2 separate regions of the Macaca mulatta genome follow, and region 1 is linked to region 2. A link is a contact called in public Micro-C data. All regions are on one chromosome and are shown on one strand. The core of a region is the stretch at or near the end of the contact, and the rest is flanking DNA. Distances in the headings are between cores, read along the strand shown.

Region 1 (5,135 bases), core at 2,200-4,699, 34 kb before region 2:
CGCCACTGCACTCCAGCCTGGGTAACAGAGTGAGACTCTCTCTAAAAAAAAAAACAAAAAACTTGAGTGTTCTGAGGAATTCTCCTTACACAGCATCTTGCTTCTTTGCTATGCATGAAGAAAAAGATTTCCTAGTCCCTTCTACGCAGTTAGCAGACGTTTTTTAAGACTTTCAGTAAAAATTTACCATTTTATTTTTCAGCGATCATATTGGAAATATGGCCCAAAGTGACTTCCTCTACCCAGAGAACCCAAAGAGGCGGCAAGAAGTAAATCGTCTTCACCAACAGCTCCTTGATTGCTTATCTGACAGCTTCGATGTCACCAATAAGCTGACTGAGGTTCTAAATACGCACTTGGGGTGCAGGCTGGCCTTCATTGAGATGAAAAGAGATGGGACCATCAAAGAAAACTGTGATATCATCATCCAAGCCATTATGAAAATCCAAAAGGAATTGCAAAAGGTTGATGAAGCACTAAAAGACAAGCTAGAGCCAACCCTCTATAGAAAGCTTCAGGATATTAAGGAAAGGGAAACAGAGAAAATTGCAATAGTGCAAAAGGTTATTTCGGTCATCCTGGGAGAAGCTACATCTGCAGCCAGTGCAGTCGCTGTTAAACTTGTGGGCTCAAATATCACAACTGGCATAATTAACAAGCTGGTCACTGTGTTAGCTCAAATTGGTGCTTCTCTCCTTGGTAGTATTGGAGTTGCTGTTCTTGGCCTTGGCATAGATATGATTGTCCGTGCCATCCTGGGAGCAGTGGAAAAAACACAGCTTCAAGCAGCCATCAAAAGTTATGAGAAGCATCTGGTGGAATTCAAGTCAGCCTCAGAAAAATATAATCATGCCATTACTGAGGTCACCAATCTAGTGAAACACCAAATGAAATGAACAGCCATCTTATTTGCCACTGAAGTTTTTCTGCTTCCTTTTCAGTAACAGTGTTTGCTTCCTTGATTAGGTTCATTTTCTATAAGCTTCCAATATGGACTTAAATAGGATAAACAATTTGGAGAGGGAAATTGGGGATGCCAAGACTAGATGACTAGATGAGTTTAGAGCCAATGCCTGGATGAGTTGGTGCTAGACGCTATGAGGTAAAAAAAAATTATCCCACTGGATGTTTTCACACCCTGCTCTACCAGATCAACATTGGGGTAAATGCTGTCATAGAGTAGCAAGTATAGAGGTTACTTTTTCCTTTTCTAATTTCATTAAAATTCTTAAATTTTACGTTGACTGCAGAGACTTTCATTTCTACCACCAGCTTCAAACATCATTTAGTTATAAGGGGACATACTTAGTAACTTCTGCCTAGACACAAACCCTAGGCCTTCAAATGAGACAGAAATACTATCATATTTTTGACCATCAGAGTAAATCTGTTTTTCATAAACTAGAAGAGACTGAAAAATGATTTGTAACAATTTGCTTCAATTAGGACAGGAAACAGATCTATAAAAGTCTACTAATTACACAATGTAAACTGGATGGATTTGAAAATGGTAAAAATCAAAACTAAAAACATCAAGGTCCTGTTTCTGTAACTGCAATCAACCCTGACCAATTGTGATGATTAAATATCGCTCAAGTGAATGTTCAAACACTGAAACATTTAAAAGACAAGCAAGCAAAACACAGCTCACAGGAATAAAATGCATTTAGGATGCAGAATAGAAGGTCACTACTCTCAAAGCATTTGTCATTTAAAGGAAAGTCATACTTTATTATGTTTTCAGAAAAATTAATATAATTTCATTTTCAACACTAGCAAAAAGGAGGCAGCTGCCTTTGATACACGACGCATTAGGTGGGCCATTTCACTAATTACCTGATTTTAGAAAACGCCAAAGGCTATAGAGGCCTATTAATGGTTCAGCTGAATCTCTGCAGATGTGTTTGTTTTCTAAATCCTTTGCCAGTAAGTAATTCCCATGAGGACTCTTTTAGTCTATACTGACAAAATTATTAATATGCTGTTGATGCCAGACTGCGTTTGTTATAGCTGATTCTCCCATCCAAGTACAAGAAATGTATTGAAATAAAAACTGCTCAGCCTATCTTAATAATATTAGCTACAGGAAAAATTTTAGCTACATGAAAGACTTTAATATTTCCAACAAACAGTTTGTTTTCTCTTTCTCTTCTCGCATTGTTTTTCAAAACGAGTTGCAAAACTATGACCACTAATATGGTGTTAAGAAGAAAAAAAAACAAGTTGCAAAATATTACAACTTAGTTCATCTTCAAAATTCAAGATTATTTTCTTTTTTATGTTTTACCTGGTTTATCAGCTTTAACCTACCAGATCTTGTCATTGCTTTCCGACACTGAAATTCAATCTAAAATCAAATCAAGAATTTCCTAACACAAAGGTAAGTTTAGGTATAGGACCGATCATATTACCTTCAAGGGCAGTTTAAAGATTCTGCCAAAAATTAATATGTATCTCCAACAATATTTTGAAATATTTATAACTGGTGGTAAGAATAGACTTCCTACAAGGGATAGTCTGGTTAAGATTAGAAATAACCAAGCGTACCCTCTAAGATAGTTTTTTAAATGTTTAAACTTACCTTTAAGGGAAATAAGTGGGGGCTGACTCAGGGAAAGAGGGGATAGTAGGTAAGGAAAGGGCAAAGGCTAGAGTTAAGTGAATAATCCTGTACGTAGAGTGACATCATAGAGGACTTTTGGCTGGTGAATAGACCAGTAGGGAATACGGCCAATATATATCAACCTTGCCACTCATAAACTTAAAACCGACTGCATATGTATCCCCGTATTTCTTCTTCAGAACACTACTAATAAATAAATAATAAATCACCGCCCGTATAAGCAATTTGCGACTCTAATACGGGTGCTGATTTATTTGTTCAGGTGGTCTACAAATGTTCTGTTCTGCGCGTCTATTAAATTTCCACACGTACCAGACGCCCACATGGGATAACCTGATGCTTACAAAGCGGATTAAACTCAGTAGCAAATGTTATCTGGGTATTCGTTTACAAACGGAGACACCCCTAAAGGATCGCACCTGCTTGCGTCATAAGAAACATAAAAATCCAAAAACTAACGTAATTCCAAGAGACACAAAACGCGGAACGCTTCTGCATCTGCAGAAAGTACCGTTCTCGGACAGGTCAACGCATTACGCCCCCAGCAACTAGGTCAGAACGCCTCCAACTTGAGAGACAGGACCGTCAGCCAATCAGATAGCAGCTATCTTCTTTCAATTCCTATTGTACTAGATGAGCGCAATGAGGCGGGCTCTTAGCCGACAACCAACCAATGGAGTATTGTATGGGACCGGAAGAGACTCTGGTCCTGGAATTCTTGAGTATTCTCTATGGTTCTAGGGCCGAGCTGCGCTAAGAGACAGCGGGACAGAGGAATGGGAAATGACGTAAGGATTGCGGAGGGGCGCGAGGTTTCAAGATGGCGGTAGCTGAGGGGTAGACCGAGAGGCCGAGTTGAAGGCCCTTACGAAGTGAAAGAGGCCGGGAATCGCCCCCTGCCCGCTTCTCGTAGTCCTGGGAGCACAGCAGAAGTGTGAGTGTATGGAGTTGCTCTACTTCTTTTCCTCATCTCTTTCGTCCCTTCCACGGCCCGCGCAGTGGCTTGGGGGACACCCAGTCCCTTTGCCCCGCTCCTCCTCTCCCCGGCTGGGGTCTCCCGGTTGCGGACTGGGGTATTCCAGGGCCTGGGGTGGCGCGGCGACCAGTGGTTACGCGGTTGGCATCGCCCGGGGCGGTTGGGGCCGCTTCCTATGCACGTTGATTGGTAGCCTTAGGTTTGACGTCTTGTACCTCGAGTCATGGTCGGTCAACCGTCACTATGGTTTCGGCAGTTGCTGGTGTTGCCTCCTTTGGTGGACCTGGACCCTATCCCATTGAAGGTTTTTTGGCTATTTACAGTTCCCCAACGGTTATTTGGCTTGATTTTTCCAGTCGCCCCCGCTTGTAGACAAAAAACTAATCTTTGCAGACTTAAGCTCCCGTATCTTCCGTAAAATTCTCTGTAATTCGTATCCGTTGTGTTTCATTTGTGGGGGAGGAGATTCAGAACATGAGCCCGCTTGAGAAAGGAAAGCACGAAAAACGCAGGCAATCAAAGATGGGAGAGCTTGTATTTGTACGAATTTTGCATGTTTTCTTCCTTCCCTACCTCCTACTCCCTGCTGCTCTCCCACCCACACCTCCACCCCCCAGTTTTTCTGAGAAGGAAACCACTTGACAGGGTGTATGGTAGCTAGGGCAGGAATATGGATCCATTATAAAGATTATAGTTAAATAGTGAGTCAAACATCACAAGATATTTTATTTGTAATCCCGTTGTATCATCAGAGCTTTGTTATAAAGTAATTGATGTCCCCATTTTTTAGATGAGGAAGCTAAAAATCAGAGCCTTTGACACCACCGTCTTGAAGTAATTGCCACCAGAACAGCTATGAAACATCTAGCTTTCTGAAACATCTGGCTTTCGGGGCAATTGGACACTTGGCGAAAGACACATTAACTGTAACAAACTGGTCTGAAAATCTTCCCTTTCTTCCCTTTAAAAAGTGTCTACTTGCAAAAGGAAACAAATTTGTCCACCTTTGTTACTGGAAAGAATGCTTCAAAAAATTAAGCCCCATTCTTTTGGAATAAGAGGAAGAAGTCATGTAATAGGGTATTGTGTTAATAAAAGTTTTAGCTTACAAAATATTTTTTCCTCAAACAAGAATAAGTATTCCCTTTAGTTACCTTAAGAAATATATATTGGGAGTCAGGTATTAGAAAAATATGTGTCTTAATATTTAAATTTTGGGGAGCTCTCAGTGTAGCACTAATTTCAAATACTTGCATTTTTAGTTGTGTTTTGAACTCTTGAGAGTCAAGCATTATATCTGAATTAAATATGCTTAAATGAATGAGTTTTTAGTGTCTTAGAAGTGTTGAGAATGTACAGCATACATGCCAAGAAAAACCATGGAGCGAGGCAAGGGTGAGGTGTTTGTTTTGAGCCTAGATCCATTACCCCCATTCCGTTCGTATTCTTCTTTTACAATTACGTGTTAATAAAGGGAGGTTATAGAAGAAGGACTAATGAATTCTGATGTTCATGGTTTGTGCCATATCGTTAAAG
Region 2 (5,178 bases), core at 2,420-4,919:
GTCACTTTGCCCAGCAGCTTGTTTAACTCCTCGTCGTTGCGGATGGCGAGCTGCAGGTGGCGGGGAATTATCCTGGTCTTCTTGTTGTCACGCGCGGCGTTGCCAGCCAGCTCCAGGATCTCCGCCGTCAGGTACTCCAGCACCGCCGCCAGATACACCGGCGCCCCGGCGCCCACTCGCTCCGCGTAGTTCCCTTTGCGCAGCAGTCTGTGCACTCGGCCCACCGGGAACTGCAGGCCCGCGCGGGAGGAGCGGGATTTGGCCTTTGCTCGTACTTTGCCGCCCTGTTTTCCGCGACCGGACATGACCACCTCTCGCCTACAACTCCAGAGACGGAGACAAACCGCTCTCGGCGTCCGGTACCAGAATGCAACGTACCGCCTCCGAACTGCCTCTACAAACTCTTTGCGGCCGCGAGGCAGCCCCTTCCCATTGGCTCTGGTGATCAATGACAGGCAGGCGCCGCTCCCAACTAGCGCTCTGGAAGAGAGACCGCCTCCTCCAGCTCTCTCCAATCAATAGAGCAAGCTCCGAATCCTCATTTATATAGCCGCTCACATAAATACCCAGGCCAGCCCGCTCCGCGTTTGGGGACCCAGATGAATTTAGCGGTTACGGGTTTTCCACGACCACGCTCGCTCCCAAGCAAATAAACTAGTAGGAAATAAGAAAACATGGTTGGAAACAGAAAGCAATCCAGAAGAAGAGCTACAGGGGTTATCCGTAGACGTTGCTATGCTAAGTGGATGGTCTCATATAATAAACCATACTGGTCAGGTAGGTTTCTGTCTCGGCAGCCCGTGCTGCTTAACAACAGCCTCTCTGCGGAATTCTGCCTGCCCAGGACAGGGTCCGTGGGCTGTTTCTTATACAAGAGCCTTGCCTGCAGCTACCCAACGGTGTGGAGACCGCACTGGTCTCCCTGCTGGGTCCTGCGGCTCACAGCCAGCCAATCGTTCACTTTTAAGTCTTTGAAGCTAATGATGGCCAGACGTGAATACTTCCTGCGCTGACGGGAGGAACAAGCTCGCCTAGCCAAAATATCTTTTGTCTTTGAGGCTATGGGCCTGCAAAGAGCCACTAGGTTTTATTGGAGAGGCCGAAGTCTTGGCCTTCGCTTGCTCCGCGCAAGCCAGGGCGCCGCAGATCAGCGGATCGGGTCCTCTACGAGGACGTGGAGGTCCCCCGGGTCTCTTTGTAAATGAGCCCAGAGACTAAAGTCAGAATGGCAGTTTATTCTTACATACCTGAATTGTGGACCCACGCTTTTTGAAACAAAAAAAGTGTTTTGTTTAAAGTATTTTGTTTTATTTTAGTTAGAAATTACTTTCTACTAATTCATCGAGGTCAATTCATTTTTACCTGAACATTTTCAGCAACACAGTTAACATCGATACGTGATGTAATGTTGAACACTTGCTTTTTAAAATAAACATTTTACATGGATTCATTTAAAGTAAAACAAATTTACCTTCTCCCTATCCGAATAAAGATTTGACTTCATTGAAATAACATTTTCAAGTATTTATGTAAATGTCATTACTGCCTAGAACAATGATTAACCCATACTGGGGACTCAATAAATGTCTTCAGAGCTATTGCCATGCTTTATAAAGGCGGCCTTTCTGGAGCCAGTCTGCCTCAGCCTACATCCTGGCTTCACCACTAAGCAGTGATCTTGGATAAGTTATTTGACTCCTGTATCTGTATCAAAGTGTTTTGAAAATTAAATACGTTAGTAAGCATCCAACAACTCTTAGATATACCAAATAAATGGACGTACAAATCTCTGATACAGTTTTTAACGAGATGTTCCTGGAATGAGTTCTGTAAACTAGCTTAAATTTTCGCCTGTATCATGGATGGAATTTTCAGGAGTTTTTGAGACTATTACTATTTTGGACACGATTTTTTTCTTTTATTCTAATAAGCAAGAGATTTCTGATTTGAAAATATTCTAGCCTTGATTTCTTAGAAAGTGAGTATAAGTAAGTCAACCTATTTTACCATATATATATATATATATATATATATATATATATATATATATATATATATTTGAGACAGAGTCTTGCTCTGTCGCCCAGGCTGGAGTGCAGTGGCGAGATCTCGGCTCACTGCAAGCTCCGCCACCCGGGTTCACGCCATTCTCGTGCCTCAGCCTCTCTAGCAGCTGGGACTACAGGCGCCCGCCACCACGCCCGGCTAATTTTTAAGTATTTTTAGTAGAGACGGGGTTTCACCATGTTAGTCAGGATGGTCTCGATCTCCTGACCTCGTGATCCGACCTCCCAAAGATCTGGGATTACAGGCGTGAGCCACCGCGCCCAGCCCCATTACAATAATTCTTATCCCTTCAAGATCTGATAGACTTTTCCTCTTCCCTCTGAGTAAAGTATTAAAATCATGGAGTGAAGTTCGAGCATGCAGGACTTTTTCCAGCCATTCAAGAAAGTGTTCCAACTCTTTTATCTTTAACAAAAAGTAAAAGAAAAAGAAATACCTTTTGGGTTATGAAGATGGGCAAAGATTGAAACAAATGTTAACTATAAGCATTTAGAAATATAATAAAAATTTACCATAAAGCCTTCCTGCTGTAAAGGCTTATCTTCAAGACCAGGTACAAAGAGCCCCACTTACTAAAATACATTGCTCAGAATCTTAATTAAGTACCTTGGGAAAGACTTATGAATCATCCTCTAAATAACAGCTGCTTTTTAACACAGTCAGACCTTTAGAGAAGACAGGGTCCTGACACCTTCGAAGACCGGTGACACCTCACAGAAACTTTCGTTTTTGTTCAGGGATTCTCTTGAGAAAGGAAGGGATTCAGAACCTCCTGAGGGGATTTGCAGTAGAAATCATTATTCCAAGTCATGATTGTGGCATCCACTATTTTACAAGAACTTTGAATTTTTAAGTGGAAAATGTGAGATGAGAACCTGAGATTTGAATGACATAAGACATTTACAATATTTCAACTAAATAACCATAGGAAGTTACTTAGTTGAAAAGCACACAGGCTCTTGCAGGGCAGGAAAACCTGCAAATTGCGCAGAAGCAGCTGAAAGGGGAATGGCGGGGGTTGGGGGAGGTGGGGGTGGAGTGTAGGTGGGGGCCGGGAAGCTGGGCTTGTTTTTTTTCAATTGAAAGTATCTTAATTCTCTGCAGGGCCGCAAAAGTGGGAAAAAAAAAGTCCTCCCCCCCTACTATGTCTTTAAAAGACCCACATGTGAAAATTTTTAAGTAATTGCTTTGCAATCTCAGATGTAAAGCTTTTCAGGTTTTTATTGAGTTTCACAGTAAGTCAGGAATTCCGTTTGGAAAAACATGATTAGAAGGAGGGAGGGAGGGAGAGACAGAACAAGGAACGTTCATAGGATCTGGCCTATTTTTATTTAAGGGCTGAAAAAAGGCAATATAAATTCTATTAGCTCATACTGTTTGAACTTTAAAATGTATCACCATGAACCTTTCTCCAAATATCAGAAAAAGTTTTCCCAAAAGAGCAAACAACAAAAAAATCAGGCTGGTTTCGCTGACTGCTTCCTGGATTTAACAACTATAGCACGTCTCTAGAGGTGGGGCCTAGAGCTCCTCCCACTTTTTCATGTTTTCAAACAGGTCCGCATCGAGAGACTATAAGCCCTGGTCTGCGCCCGGCAATCACAGTAGGCTGCCCGCTTTTCTGCTAAGTAGGAGCTGTGACTTCAGAATGTCTGGGCGCGGTAAAGGCGGCAAGGGGCTGGGTAAGGGAGGCGCCAAGCGCCACCGGAAGGTGTTGCGGGACAATATCCAAGGCATTACAAAGCCCGCGATTCGCCGTCTCGCCCGACGTGGGGGCGTCAAGCGCATCTCTGGTCTCATCTACGAGGAGACCCGGGGAGTCCTCAAAGTCTTCCTGGAGAACGTGATCCGCGACGCGGTGACTTACACGGAGCACGCCAAGCGCAAGACCGTCACTGCCATGGATGTGGTGTACGCGCTGAAACGCCAGGGTCGCACCCTCTATGGTTTCGGCGGCTGAGCTGTCCCCACAGCTTCTCTCCAGACTCCAAAAGGCCCTTTTCAGGGCCCCCAAACTGTCACAGAAAGAGCTGTTAACACTTCCTAGATACCGGGTAAATATGATGCCGCCTTCCGGATACCGGGAGTGGGACATTCGCGACCCGATCATCTGCCCGGGATTAGGCTTGGCTGGAGCGGGGACGACTAGACCTCATAGAGGGGACTCCGCCTGTGCTTAGGAAGGGCCCTGGGAGGTGCCGTGCAACGCAGTAGTGACCTCCCACTTCTGTGCACCTAAAATCCAGGCTGCGGATTTTGTTTAGAAGAGTGTTTCTACAAAGCCCCAGTGTTAGAACTGGTCATGGGTTTTTAAGCGGCCGAGTCGTTGGCCCTTAAGCACGTTATGGATGGCTTCCATGTAAATCAGGGCTTAGGTGACTTCCCGCCGACCTTTAGGGGTGAGCGTCACGCGTCAGAGGGCGGTTCGTGCGTGTGCAGGGCCTGCTAAGTCGCAGGAAATGGGAGGACGCCGCTACCTGCAAGCCCGAAAGCGCTGAATGCAGCCCTAGTGTGGCGCGTTGTAGTCTTACTGGGTACTATTTTAATTCGTTGCTGACGTCCTGAGTGAGAGGTGACCAAGCTCAGACGCTGAGAGTAAGGCGGCTGGGCGAAACTCGCGGCACCCTGCCCCTTCCGGTAGCCAGCTGCGTAAAGTTGCCTACGCCGAGCGGGTGGCGTCCTGCTCGGCCACCTGGCGGCGGGCGTGGAGTTGGCAGGCAGGCAGTGGAGGTCACGCCGGCATGGAAAGCCAGATCTCCACCTGCGGGTCGCCAAGTTGCCGGGAGTCCTCCGCTCCGGGCAGTGTCATTCCTATCACAAATGACCCGGTCGCCGAAAGATAAGCCCTGGCTTCCAAGTAAAGGCCCTGTTCAGAGCAGCCTGGGGGTCTAGAAAGGAAACGGGCGGCGGGTTGGGTTCTAGTCAGTTCAGTGAGAAAGTAAGAGAGACAGCTGTGGGATTAGCAAGCCGCGTGGTCCTACCCAGTACTCCCGGGGTGTAGTGAGGGTCCTGGGGAAAGGTGGGGCGCAGGGGCGACCAGTTAAGCACACTTTCCAGTAGGCAAGGGTAGAGGCTGAAGACCTGGTGATCAGCCTGGGTGCAGGCCGTAGG

What was found. A called contact is a pair of places that touch in the nucleus more often than the background predicts.
Region 1: a contact with region 2 is called in a Micro-C map of CD4 T cells, with 8 times the contacts expected there. The contact joins the promoter of WBP11 here to the promoter of H4C16 in region 2. A contact is called at or near these places in 3 of 14 Hi-C or Micro-C datasets (CD4 T cells, fetal cortex germinal zone and liver).

What each region holds. Positions count from the first base shown.
Region 1 is chr11:17,240,643-17,245,777 of T2T-MMU8v2.0, reverse strand. WBP11 (WW domain binding protein 11) reads left to right here and starts at 3,449. Exons shown (of 12, transcript NM_001257936.1): 1 at 3,449-3,557. SMCO3 (single-pass membrane protein with coiled-coil domains 3) reads left to right here and starts at 219. Exons shown (of 1, transcript NM_001190832.1): 1 at 219-896. The coding sequence starts at 219. The coding sequence ends at 896.
Region 2 is chr11:17,206,793-17,211,970 of T2T-MMU8v2.0, reverse strand. It overlaps H4C16 (H4 histone 16), which reads left to right and starts at 3,669. Exons shown (of 1, transcript XM_015151192.3): 1 at 3,669-5,178. The coding sequence starts at 3,716. The coding sequence ends at 4,027. H2AJ (H2A.J histone) reads right to left here and starts at 437. Exons shown (of 1, transcript NM_001193866.3): 1 at 1-437. The coding sequence starts at 305.